2 separate regions of the Mus musculus genome follow, and region 2 is linked to region 1. Evidence: chromatin contacts called from public Hi-C data. All regions are on one chromosome and are shown on one strand. Each heading gives the region's core, a stretch centred on a gene start, on an enhancer-like site or on the middle of the called end of the contact. The rest is flanking DNA. Distances are from core to core; before and after follow the strand shown. Region 1 holds the start of Cars2 (cysteinyl-tRNA synthetase 2 (mitochondrial)(putative)). Region 2 overlaps Arhgef10 (Rho guanine nucleotide exchange factor (GEF) 10).

Region 1 (4,839 bases), core at 1,160-3,659:
CAACCTCACCAGCTCATTTTCTGTTTTTTTTTTTATTAAGATATTTTATAATCTGTGTATGGGTGTTTTGTCTGCATGTGTGTCTGTGTAGTGTGTGCACGCAGTGTCTGTAGAAGCCAGAAGGCAGCATCAGATCTGGAACTGGAGTTACAGGCAGTTGAGAGCTGTGGATGCTGGGAATCAAACCAGAATACTATGGAAGGGCAGCCAGTCCTCTTAACTCCTGAGCCATCTCTTCAGTCCCTACAATTTTTTTTTTTTTTTAAAGATAGGTTAATACTATTCTTTAGGCTGGACCAGAACTCCCATGGAGTCCCAGCCTGGTCTCAAACCCCTGAAGAGTTTTAGCTTGAGCCTCCCTTCAGGTTCTAGGATCACAGGTGGGAGCCATCACACACATCCCACAAACGTCTGAAGGACTCTCCGAAGGCTTAACAAGGAGCAGACTTTTTGCCAGTTGAGGTGGAACACATGAGAGTCGGCTTTGCAGCAGACAGAAAACACCATTGTTGGTTTTGAAATCATGATCTCCTGTGGCCAAGCCAAACATGCCAGCCATTCAAAATCATGGAAGGTTTGGCTCCCAGACTTCCTAGAGCTGTTTTTCTAAACTGCCGGCCCCGGCTCTTCCCCGGCTTCGGCATTCTGGCCTGCGGGTTCTGGGTTTTAAACAGGCACACCTCATATCAGAGGCAACGCTTTCTCTATCAGGGATCTCACTGCCTGCATAGGAAGTTTTGGGGGTACTTTCTCAGGCCAAGCTCCTTGCTGAATTTGCGGGATACAGCAAGGAGTTCAATTTACAGTTCCGAACTGAAGGAGAGGGACAAGCTCACACTTGTAGTCCCCAAACTGGGGGAGACTGAGGCAGGAGGGGCTTAAAGCCAGGTAGGCTAGAGTCAGCCTGGGCTACTGAGTGAAACCGTTGCTCAGCAACTGGGGTGCAGGGTACAGAAAGAGAAGTTCACATTGCCATAGAAGTGAGACAAATAAGTGCACACACATTTACAATGACAAACTGCCACGATGGCAGGTAACTGTGAGGAAGAATGATATTCCTGGAGAACTTGGGACATTTGGAGACCACGAATTTGACTACCATAGTGCATAGAACACAGTCTGTATTACCTGGAAGTCTAGCTTCGGGCAAGCAGTTAGAGGACAGAACTTTCAGGAAAAAAGTAGGGAACAACATGTCTGCCTAATCATTTGCCTTTCAAGAGAGCATCAAAGAAAGGGGGGAGGCCGGGCGTGGTGGCGCATGCCTTTAATCCCAGCACTCGGGAGGCAGAGGCAGGTGGATTTCTGAGTTCGAGGCCAGCCTGGTCTACAAAGTGAGTTCCAGGACAGCCAGGGCTACACAGAGAAACCCTGTCTCCAAAAACCAAAAAAAAAAAAAAAAAAAAAAGGGTGGGGAAGACCAAAAATACTGAAAGACCTGAGCATGCTTAGTATCAGACAGACTTGACTGGACAAGCAAAGGACTCTTTACTTTTGTAAGCCACCAGTAGGGGTGCATTTGTGGGGGTAATTTGAATGTAACTCCAAACAGTCCTCAAGAGATGAACGATAGACTTCTGCTCTCGTTTTCATTTGTTTTTAAGGCAGGGTCTCTTGCAGCTGAGGCAGGTCTTGAACTCATTGCTGCTCCTGTATCTCTCTCCCAAAATCTTTGATTATCGATGGATGCCACTATTTTGACTCTAAAAAGTTTTAAATGATTTATTCTTATGTGTAACGGTATTTTTGCCTGGATGTCTGTCTGCGGACCACATGCATGTAGTGTCTGATGAGTCCAGAAGAAGCCTTGGCCCCTCTTGGAACAAGAATTACAAACTTTTGAGTAGCCGTGTGGATGCTAGGACTCAAACCCGGGTCCTCTGGAAGGGCAGTCGTTTCTCCAACAGGCATTTCCAGTTACAGGTTCTTGAGGAAAGGATCATTTCCTGGTGTGGTTCTTTCATTCTAAGCCCATAGAACAGTAAGAAGTACACAAATACTGCATGTACAGGGTTGCAGACAGCAGTTTGGTATGTAGTATTGATCTACACGTACTGATTGTGGCAAGGTACATACTTGCAGATATGCTGTACGTATGATGGGGTACAGGGTGTGTTAAGGCGCACATATTGAGGTGTTTAAATGAGGACATGATGACCGCGGGATGGTGTATAGTGTGTTGGAGTGGTGTGCTGAGATTGGGTACATATTGCGGGGCACACCGGGTCCCAGCAGCAGACACAATGATGTACACCGAGCCCAAGTTACCCATAAGGAAAGGCGAGGAGATCTGCGCTAAAATGGGGAAGGGTTCGAAGTTCCCGCCTCTCTTCCGCTGCCACCGTGCCCAAATGCCTAAATATTGCCAGACTTCAGGCAGAGTGTAGCCTCTTCCGGGAGTGGGCGGAGCCCCATGAGGAACGGGCGTGGCTTCTGGTTCGCCCGGCTGGGCCTGGCCTGCAGGATCTTGCCTTCCGCCTGTTCGCTGGATCTGTCCCCAATATGCTGCGGGCGCGCGGGCCTGGGCCCGGCGCTCTGCTGCTCCGGGCCGCGCTGGGTCTCGGGCGGCGCGGGCGGTCATGGCAACGGCCGCAAGGCCAGGACACCGGCGTGCAGGTGCATAACAGCCTCACTGGCAGGAAGGAGCCGCTGATAGTGGCCCGCTCGGACGCAGTCTCCTGGTGCGTGCGCCGGGAGAGGCAGGGCGGAGCGAGGCGGGGCGGGAAGGTGCGCAGGGGCAAGTCAATTCTGAAAGCCTGACGTGGTCTCCCGAGCGTCACTTAAACACCGCGCGTGTTCAGTGAAGGTTGTTAAGGAAGACTTAGGGCTCCTTTTACATATCTCACATGGTGGATCTTAATATGTTCCCAGGTATAGCTGTGGACCGACTGTGTACGACCATGCACATCTTGGCCATGCTTGGTGAGTTTCCTAGATTTGAACCTTTGACAAAGTCAGAGGGTTATTTATTGTGCAAAGAGTAAACTGTTAGCTTGTTTTATAATCTGTTAAGTGAACTGAGTGATGATTGCATTCTGGGAATTGTGAGACACCGGAATGTTGGTCTCTTTGGTCTTCATAGCTGTTTGGAGTTGCATACCCATTGGAGTTACTGTGAAGGAATAGAGAGTGACCCGTTTGCGAATTAGATGTTTCTAAGGTTGGTCCAGAGACCCGAATCCAACAGTGGGGGATCATTGCCTGGTCTTGGACGGATCACATTCTTGCTGGAATCATGGTTCTTATTTTGAGTGAAGACAGAAATGACAACATGACATCTTCATGGCAGTTTCTGGAAATGTCTATGAAGTGCCGCTTAGCACAGCGCCCCCAAGTGTTCTAAGTGCTCCACCACTGACCCACTGACCGAATACTGTCTTGCTAGACTCCAGGGAGCATTGGAGCAGTATTTGTTGACATTTCCCATCTCTTGATATTTTAGTTGTTGTCTTGCACTTTTTTGTTTGTTTGTTGTTTTTGAGACTGAGTTTCTCTGTGTAGTCTTGGCTGTCCTGAAACTCACTTTATAGACCAGGCTGGTCTCAAACTCAGAGATGTCCCTGTCTTTGTTGGAATGCTGAGATAAAAGGTATACGCCTACTGCCTGACTCTTGCACAGTTTTAATTGGGTATTTTTAAAAAGATTTATTTATTTATTATATGTAAGTACACTGTAGCTGTCCTCAGATACTCCAGAAGAGGGCATCAGATTTCATTACGGATGGTTGTGAGCTACCATGTGGTTGCTGGGATTTGAACTCAGGACCTTAGGAAGAGCAGTCAGTGCTTTTAACCACTGAGCCATCTCGCCAGCATCCTTAATTGGGTATTTTTAGACCTAAATGAAACGCAAGTGTGGAGGCCAGAGGACATCCTCAGATGTCATCCTCAAGTGCTACCTTCTGTCTGTTTTGAGACAGAATCTCTCACTGCCTTGGAAGTCCACAAACAGGCCACGCTGGCCGGGAAGCTCGTCCCCAGGGTCCACCTGTCTCTGCCTCCAGCACTGGGGTAGTGGGGACAATCCGAGAGAACAAGAGTGGTAAAAAGCTCTTGTTGCTTGGCAGTGGTGGCGCACACCTTTAATGCCAGAGCTCTGGAGGCAAAGGCAGGTAGATCTCTGTGAGCTCAAGGCCAGCCTGGTCTACAGAGCAAGCTCCAGGACAGCTAGGACTACACAGAGAAACCCTGACCTAAAGCAACAAGAACAAAACAGTCTTGACATTGAGTTTTGTATCAGGATTTTTTACACACTTAAATACATGCAAACTCATCCAACAGCTTTAATCTTAAAAAAGGCAATACAGTGTCCCAAACTGATGTGATTGCTTTTGTTGCGTCTCACAAGGCCCTTCTGGGCCTCCAGGTGGGACCCAGTTTGTAAGAAAGTACTTGGCTTAGTTCCCTATGAACCAAGCATCAACTGTAGAACACTGTTTGGAAGTTACATAGTAGCGTGTTATACTGTAACCCATTTCTTTTCAAGAATAAAGCTGATGGGGCCCACAAGATGGCTCCCTGGGTAAAGGCACCTCTTGTAAGAACCTGATGACCTGAGGTTGATCCCCAAGATTCACTTGGTGAAAGGAGAGAACCAAGCCCCGAAAACTGTCCTCTGACCTCAACATACATTCTGCACATCTGCCTCTCCTGTGTGTGTGAGAGGCACACATACACACACACACACACACACACACACACACACACACACACACAGAGCATTCATACCACAGACACTATAGTAGCAGTAGTAAACATTGTGTCCTGGAGAGATGATGTAATGCTCAGAGTACTTGTTTATAGATGAACTAAGTTCCTCCCATCACCCACATGATGGCT
Region 2 (5,227 bases), core at 1,369-3,868, 3.4 Mb before region 1:
AACTCACAGCCCCCATCCACACATAGCCATGAGCACAAGCTAACTCACAGCCCCCATCCACACATAGCCATGAGCACAAGCTAACTCACAGTCCCCCATCCACACATAGCCATGAGCACAAGATAACTCACAGCCCCCTGATGACTAGGGCCGTGGCACTTAGAAGACTCACACTCATTTTTTTTTTTTAATAGGAAACTTGGCCCTTTGACTTGACTGCATCACTTCTGGACGCTGTATCCGCTCCACGGGGACACAGGAGGTTGAGTGTGGCCCAGCACCTCTGTCACCCCTCTCTGCTTGCTCTGAGTTCAGAGGACAGGACAGGAAACACCTGTGCAGCAACCCCGGGGCTGCCTGGGGCCTTCCCACACTGCAGCCACACCTTCTGTTTCTTTGCTCGCTGAGTCCCACGCCTGCCCCTGGCTAAGGTCTACTGCTGGGCCGAGAGTGCACAGTGTGGTGGTTTACGTTAGGAGCCTGTGCCGAACGGCCTCAGAACTGAATTCTACGAGGAAGGGGAAGGCGACCTTCTGAGACCCCAATTCATGTGGTCCACAGGGTGGTCTTAGAGGAGAGTGCTCTGATTAAGTTCTGATGGTTACAGCATCTTTTTTTTTTCTCGAAATTTTGTTCTTTTTGGCTCAGTGTGTCTCCATCAGCAGGACCCAGTTGGGTTTTTACAATGACATGAAAAGACGCTTGCCTGTGCTGTTTCCACACACGCCTGCGTGGGCACTTTCTGCGCGCAGTAGTACATTAGTGGCTCAAACACTCAGGCTGCGGTGAACACTGCTCTGAAACACTGTCTTTATTCTATCTAAACCACAGCGTTTGTGTGTGTGTGTGTGTGTGTGTGTGTGTGTGTGTGTGTGTGTGTGTGTGTGTGTGCCAGAGATCAGACAGCCCACCAGGCATGTTCTGGGATGCTAGGAACTACTGTTGGACATGGGAGACAGAACGGGGGTTCTCGTTCAGGCAGAGTTCGACTGGGTTAGTCTTCCCTAGTGGCCAGGCTGGGGATAGCTCCACAAGACCACTGGAAGAACACTGGAGGCTGAGAGCCTGATAAGGCCTCCCAAAGGTGGAGTGGAAGCCACTTAATAGCTGGCACAAGACACTGCAGAATGTCTTCCCTTCAGCCCCAGGCTTCCCAGTCCATTCTGGTCTGACACACCTGTCTGTCCCACCCACACACGAATAAGAAGCACAACGAGCTACACAGAAGCAGATCAAAATCTGTGACAGAGGGTCTCCCCCACCCCTGCTGTGTCCAACATGACTTCTATCAGTCCATCGTCCACGGCTGTGACCAAATACCTGACATTAGCAACTTAAAAGGACAAATGACTCCGGCCCATGCTTTCAGTAGTTCCATGGCTTCTATGCTGCTGGCAAGCCAGCATATGACAGAAGGGTGTGTGGAGGAAAGCTGTTCATCTCATGATAGCTGAGAAAGGTTAGGAGCTGTGTGGAGGAGTGGGGTGGGGGGCATGTGTCCAAGGCATTCCTCCAGCAACACGCCTCCTCTAACTACACCCCATTTCCTAGTTTCCTCTACCTCTCAACACCATTGAAGTATGAAGCCACCGTTGGATTAGGCCAGAGCCCTCATGGTCCAACTGTCCCTAACCTTAAACCCACAGGCTGTCAAGGGGCAGTGCTATATTCAAACCATAACACTTTCAAGAGACTCTGGCATGCCCTTTGATCGGTGAGGTGGGTGGGCCTCTGGAAAATGGAAAACAGTCCCATGAATCTGGTGGTGCCAAGGAGGGCCAGGCTTTGTAGGGAAGGTTGGGAACAGTCAATGCTTGGCCAACTGGAAGCAGAGCAGGAGGCTGAGGAGGGGCAGCCATGGCTACAGGCGAGCGGAAAGAAACACAAGAGTGCCCTGCAGTGCACCTCAGCTACAGACAGAACACTGCACACCCGAGCCGGCCGGTTAGTCAGTGTTTCCCAGTCAGCACTGGCTGCCTGCCTGGGAGGGAGGAGCCTGTACCCACACCGGGTCAGTACCAGGCAGGGGAGAGGAAGTGGGCAAGTGTGCCCTCGCACGTTCGTACGCACCCTGCTGGCCTGAGTCAGTAGCAAGGATTGCCAGTGGATCTGCTCGGAAGCCGGACAGAGGAGAGCAGCCCACAGGTCATTTTTTTTAAATTAGGTACACACCGAGGTCATGGGAAACACCAGTTAACAGAGGGTCGGCAAGATGGAGAGCCTCACAGCTGCCTCACTGTTCACCTGATGGTCTTGCTGTTCCATTGCACTGTATCATGTACGAGGATTATTTTCATAAACACACACACACTCACACACACACACACACACACACACACACACACACACACACTTCACTCACTGGCCAATGCCTCCTTCTCCCAGTCTCTGACAGAAACTGCAGGCAGATGAACACAAGGCAGCCCCCACCCTCACCCACCCACCCCTTCCCCTGCCCTCAGATGGAGGCACTGTGTGACCCCACACATTCCTGTGGTTGGTTCTCAGGATTCCAGGAACCATGGCAACCACAGCTGCTTCCCTGGAGGCCACAGGGCACCAGAGTCAGGATCTGGGCCCCAGAACAATCTAACTCCTGTCCCTTCCCATGTCAATAGAGAGTGCAGGGCATTCTCTGGCCGGATGCAAGCATGTGCTGGCGGCTGGTGACTCTGACACGGTTTCTGTCTAAGGGCGAGGACAGATGCCAACAGCAAACACCTGTCCAGATGATCCACAGAAGCATGCTGGGGGCGGGGGGCAGCCTTGATGCTGAATCACTTTTGTTTTCTAAAAATAACATGTATTTAAAAAAAAAACCCTCCATATTCCTAACGAAATAAAATAGCCTACAATTATCTAAAAAAAAAAAAAAAAAACGGTCAGCGGCCAATCCCACAGGGAAATGCTGGTCAGCAGCCCTAGATGCCTTGTGTCCTCAGGTCTCAGCAGATCTTATCAGTTGGCACCTGTCTTGCCTCTCTGCCTCCCCATCACTCCTCATGTCGGCATCATGACCCCTGAGTTGTTGTTATGCTTTTCCAAGGCGCCTGGAATGGCTTAGCAAACGCTATCCAACACATGAGTTGACAAGTGGCCACGCCCCCACGCCCATCACTTACTTTCTAACTCCGCCCATTACTGTGCTCACTGTTCCCATCTTTCTCCCACGCTCCCCCTGCAGCCTGTTAGGCAGAACCCTGTGGACAAAGGGCCAGCAAGATGCACTTGAGCCTCTCCCTACAAGACCATCCTCCCCAAATCCACCCTGGCATGGCCTCTCTCCTCTCCCTGTTCAAAGTTTTCAGTGATTCCTATTGGCCATGGATATATTTAGGACGATTTATTTTTCCCGGTCTTGCCTCTGGTGCCACTATGTGGTCCACTGTGGCCATTAATGCAGTCTTCATTATATTTGTAGACAGGATGTATACCTGTCTTTACAGGCTACATGTTCATATACATGCTCACACATGAAGCCATGCCAAGTACTACACACAGTAGCTGTGCGCCTATACACACAGGGCACATGTGAACACCCAGGGGCTATGGTCCACATTGGCTATGTGTGCCTTAGCAGCTGATGTCCCTTGAACATCTGCTGCCCTTTCCCCTTCCTTCTGAGGGACCCGGTTGCAGGCTGTATGAGGGACAAGGACATTAGAACCCTGCCTTCCTGGGGGCAGTACCTGGCAGCATGCTATGCACAGGGGCATCAATGTTGACATCCTGCAGGTGCTTCAAGGTCTCTGTGTGGAAGAGGCGGAGGGTGGACCCCGAGGTGAAGGCAATCCAGATGCCAACGCCAGCCACAGCCATGTGGGAGATGACCATCCCTTCATCTTGGTGGGCCTCCAGCTGATTCTGGGGGAATGGAGGAAATGAGGTCACACAGGGTATCGAGGGGTACAGCCAGAGTCTACAACAGTGCTGAGGGCAAAGATGCCACACGGCGGGGCTAGGCTGAGTCACTCCTGGGGATCATGGGGTCTGGGTAGAGATCAAACCCGTGACTGTCAGAGCAGTGGCCTCCGTTCACAGCCACAGAATAGCACCCGTGGGCACAACGCTCTTGAGGCTTCCCCGAGCAGGCAAGTCACTCACAGAACCCAACGCTACTTGCCTTTTATCATGGTACCTTCACAAGCTGAGAGAACAAACTCAACACAACATGAAAGGGGCTACAGGGCGAATGGCTGCTGGCTTAGATCCCTAAGGAGACCCAGCCCACTGAGCAGCACAGCCGTGGGTACCTGGGAGGAGGTCCTTCTCTCCAATCCAGATAAAGCCTGCCGCTCTCCCTCAGACGTAACAGTCCTAGGGTTGCTTCCCTTGAGCCCTGCCTGAAGCAAGCAGCCCTGCCCACAGGGCACTCATTCCCCAATGGGCACCCTCACGGCATCGTTACCGCACAAGGCCTTGCTGGCACACCTCAGCTATACGGTCATCTTGAGACCAGAGGGGGTGTAGAGGCCAAAGCCAAGCCAAGGTGCGGCGTAACAGCACCACAGAAAGTCAAGTAATTCACAGTCAGCATCAATCTTGCCTCTCTAAATCTCAACAACTTAAAATGCTCAGGGGTGGGGGTGAGGGGAGAGACGGGGACAGACATAGCTCTGTGTCCTAAGAGAACAAGGGTGCGCAGCACATGACCCATCAATCGCAGAGGCAACAGGCTTGCCAAGGTTGCAGTAACCCACACCCACACAGATGCTCCCAGAAGAGCTGGGCTGAGCTAAGCTACAGCCTGCATTAACTGTATCTCATTTCAATGGAAGATTCCAGGGTAGGAGTGGCTTTGCTTGTCTGTGGTGGCAGAACCCAGGTTAGGAGCTGTATGGGGATGTCTCCCAACCTTGTCTCCTCGGCCTGTTTTTCAGGCTGCTTGATGCTGGCACACACAAACTAGATTGATTTTTGGATATTGATCTTGTAACCTCCGACCTTGCTGAATTTTAGGTTTTCTTGTTGTTGTTGATGTTTTGTTTGATTTTTTTAATCTGCCAGTGTTGTCCCAGATTCCTTAGGGATTCTGTATTCAAGACTATAGCTTAGCAAATTCTCCTCCGTCCAACCCGACAACACCCACTCAGCCCAACCCCAGCATCTCAGGTAATAACAGTCAACTCTGTGTGGGCAGAGGAGGAGGCGGGCCCCTGAGTCCTCTTTGTGTGTTCACTTACGCTGTTGCCATGCCAACACACAGCTTCCTCTATGTGCCCTGAGA

The links. A called contact is a pair of places that touch in the nucleus more often than the background predicts.
Region 2: a Hi-C map of B cells shows a contact between it and region 1, with 6 read pairs. The contact joins the enhancer-like site here to the promoter of Cars2 in region 1. A contact is called at or near these places in 3 of 484 Hi-C or Micro-C datasets (B cells, CD4 T cells and regulatory T cells).

The regions. Positions count from the first base shown.
Region 1 is chr8:11,548,341-11,553,179 of GRCm38.p6, reverse strand. It overlaps Cars2 (cysteinyl-tRNA synthetase 2 (mitochondrial)(putative)), which reads left to right and starts at 2,409. Exons shown (of 15, transcript NM_001359137.1): 1 at 2,409-2,681; 2 at 2,872-2,922. The coding sequence starts at 2,503.
Region 2 is chr8:14,989,697-14,994,923 of GRCm38.p6, reverse strand. It overlaps Arhgef10 (Rho guanine nucleotide exchange factor (GEF) 10), which reads right to left. Exons shown (of 29, transcript NM_172751.3): 27 at 3,690-3,864. It overlaps Gm35149 (a long non-coding RNA gene), which reads left to right. Exons shown (of 2, transcript XR_001778521.2): 2 at 195-790. Among named protein-coding and RNA genes, the nearest start is that of Gm35149, 4.3 kb to the left of the region's middle. Within about 2 kb of position 2,618, at least 273 of the 459 cell types and tissues checked have an H3K27ac peak or open chromatin away from gene starts, as enhancers often do. A contact at or near this core is called in B cells and regulatory T cells, where this site is marked.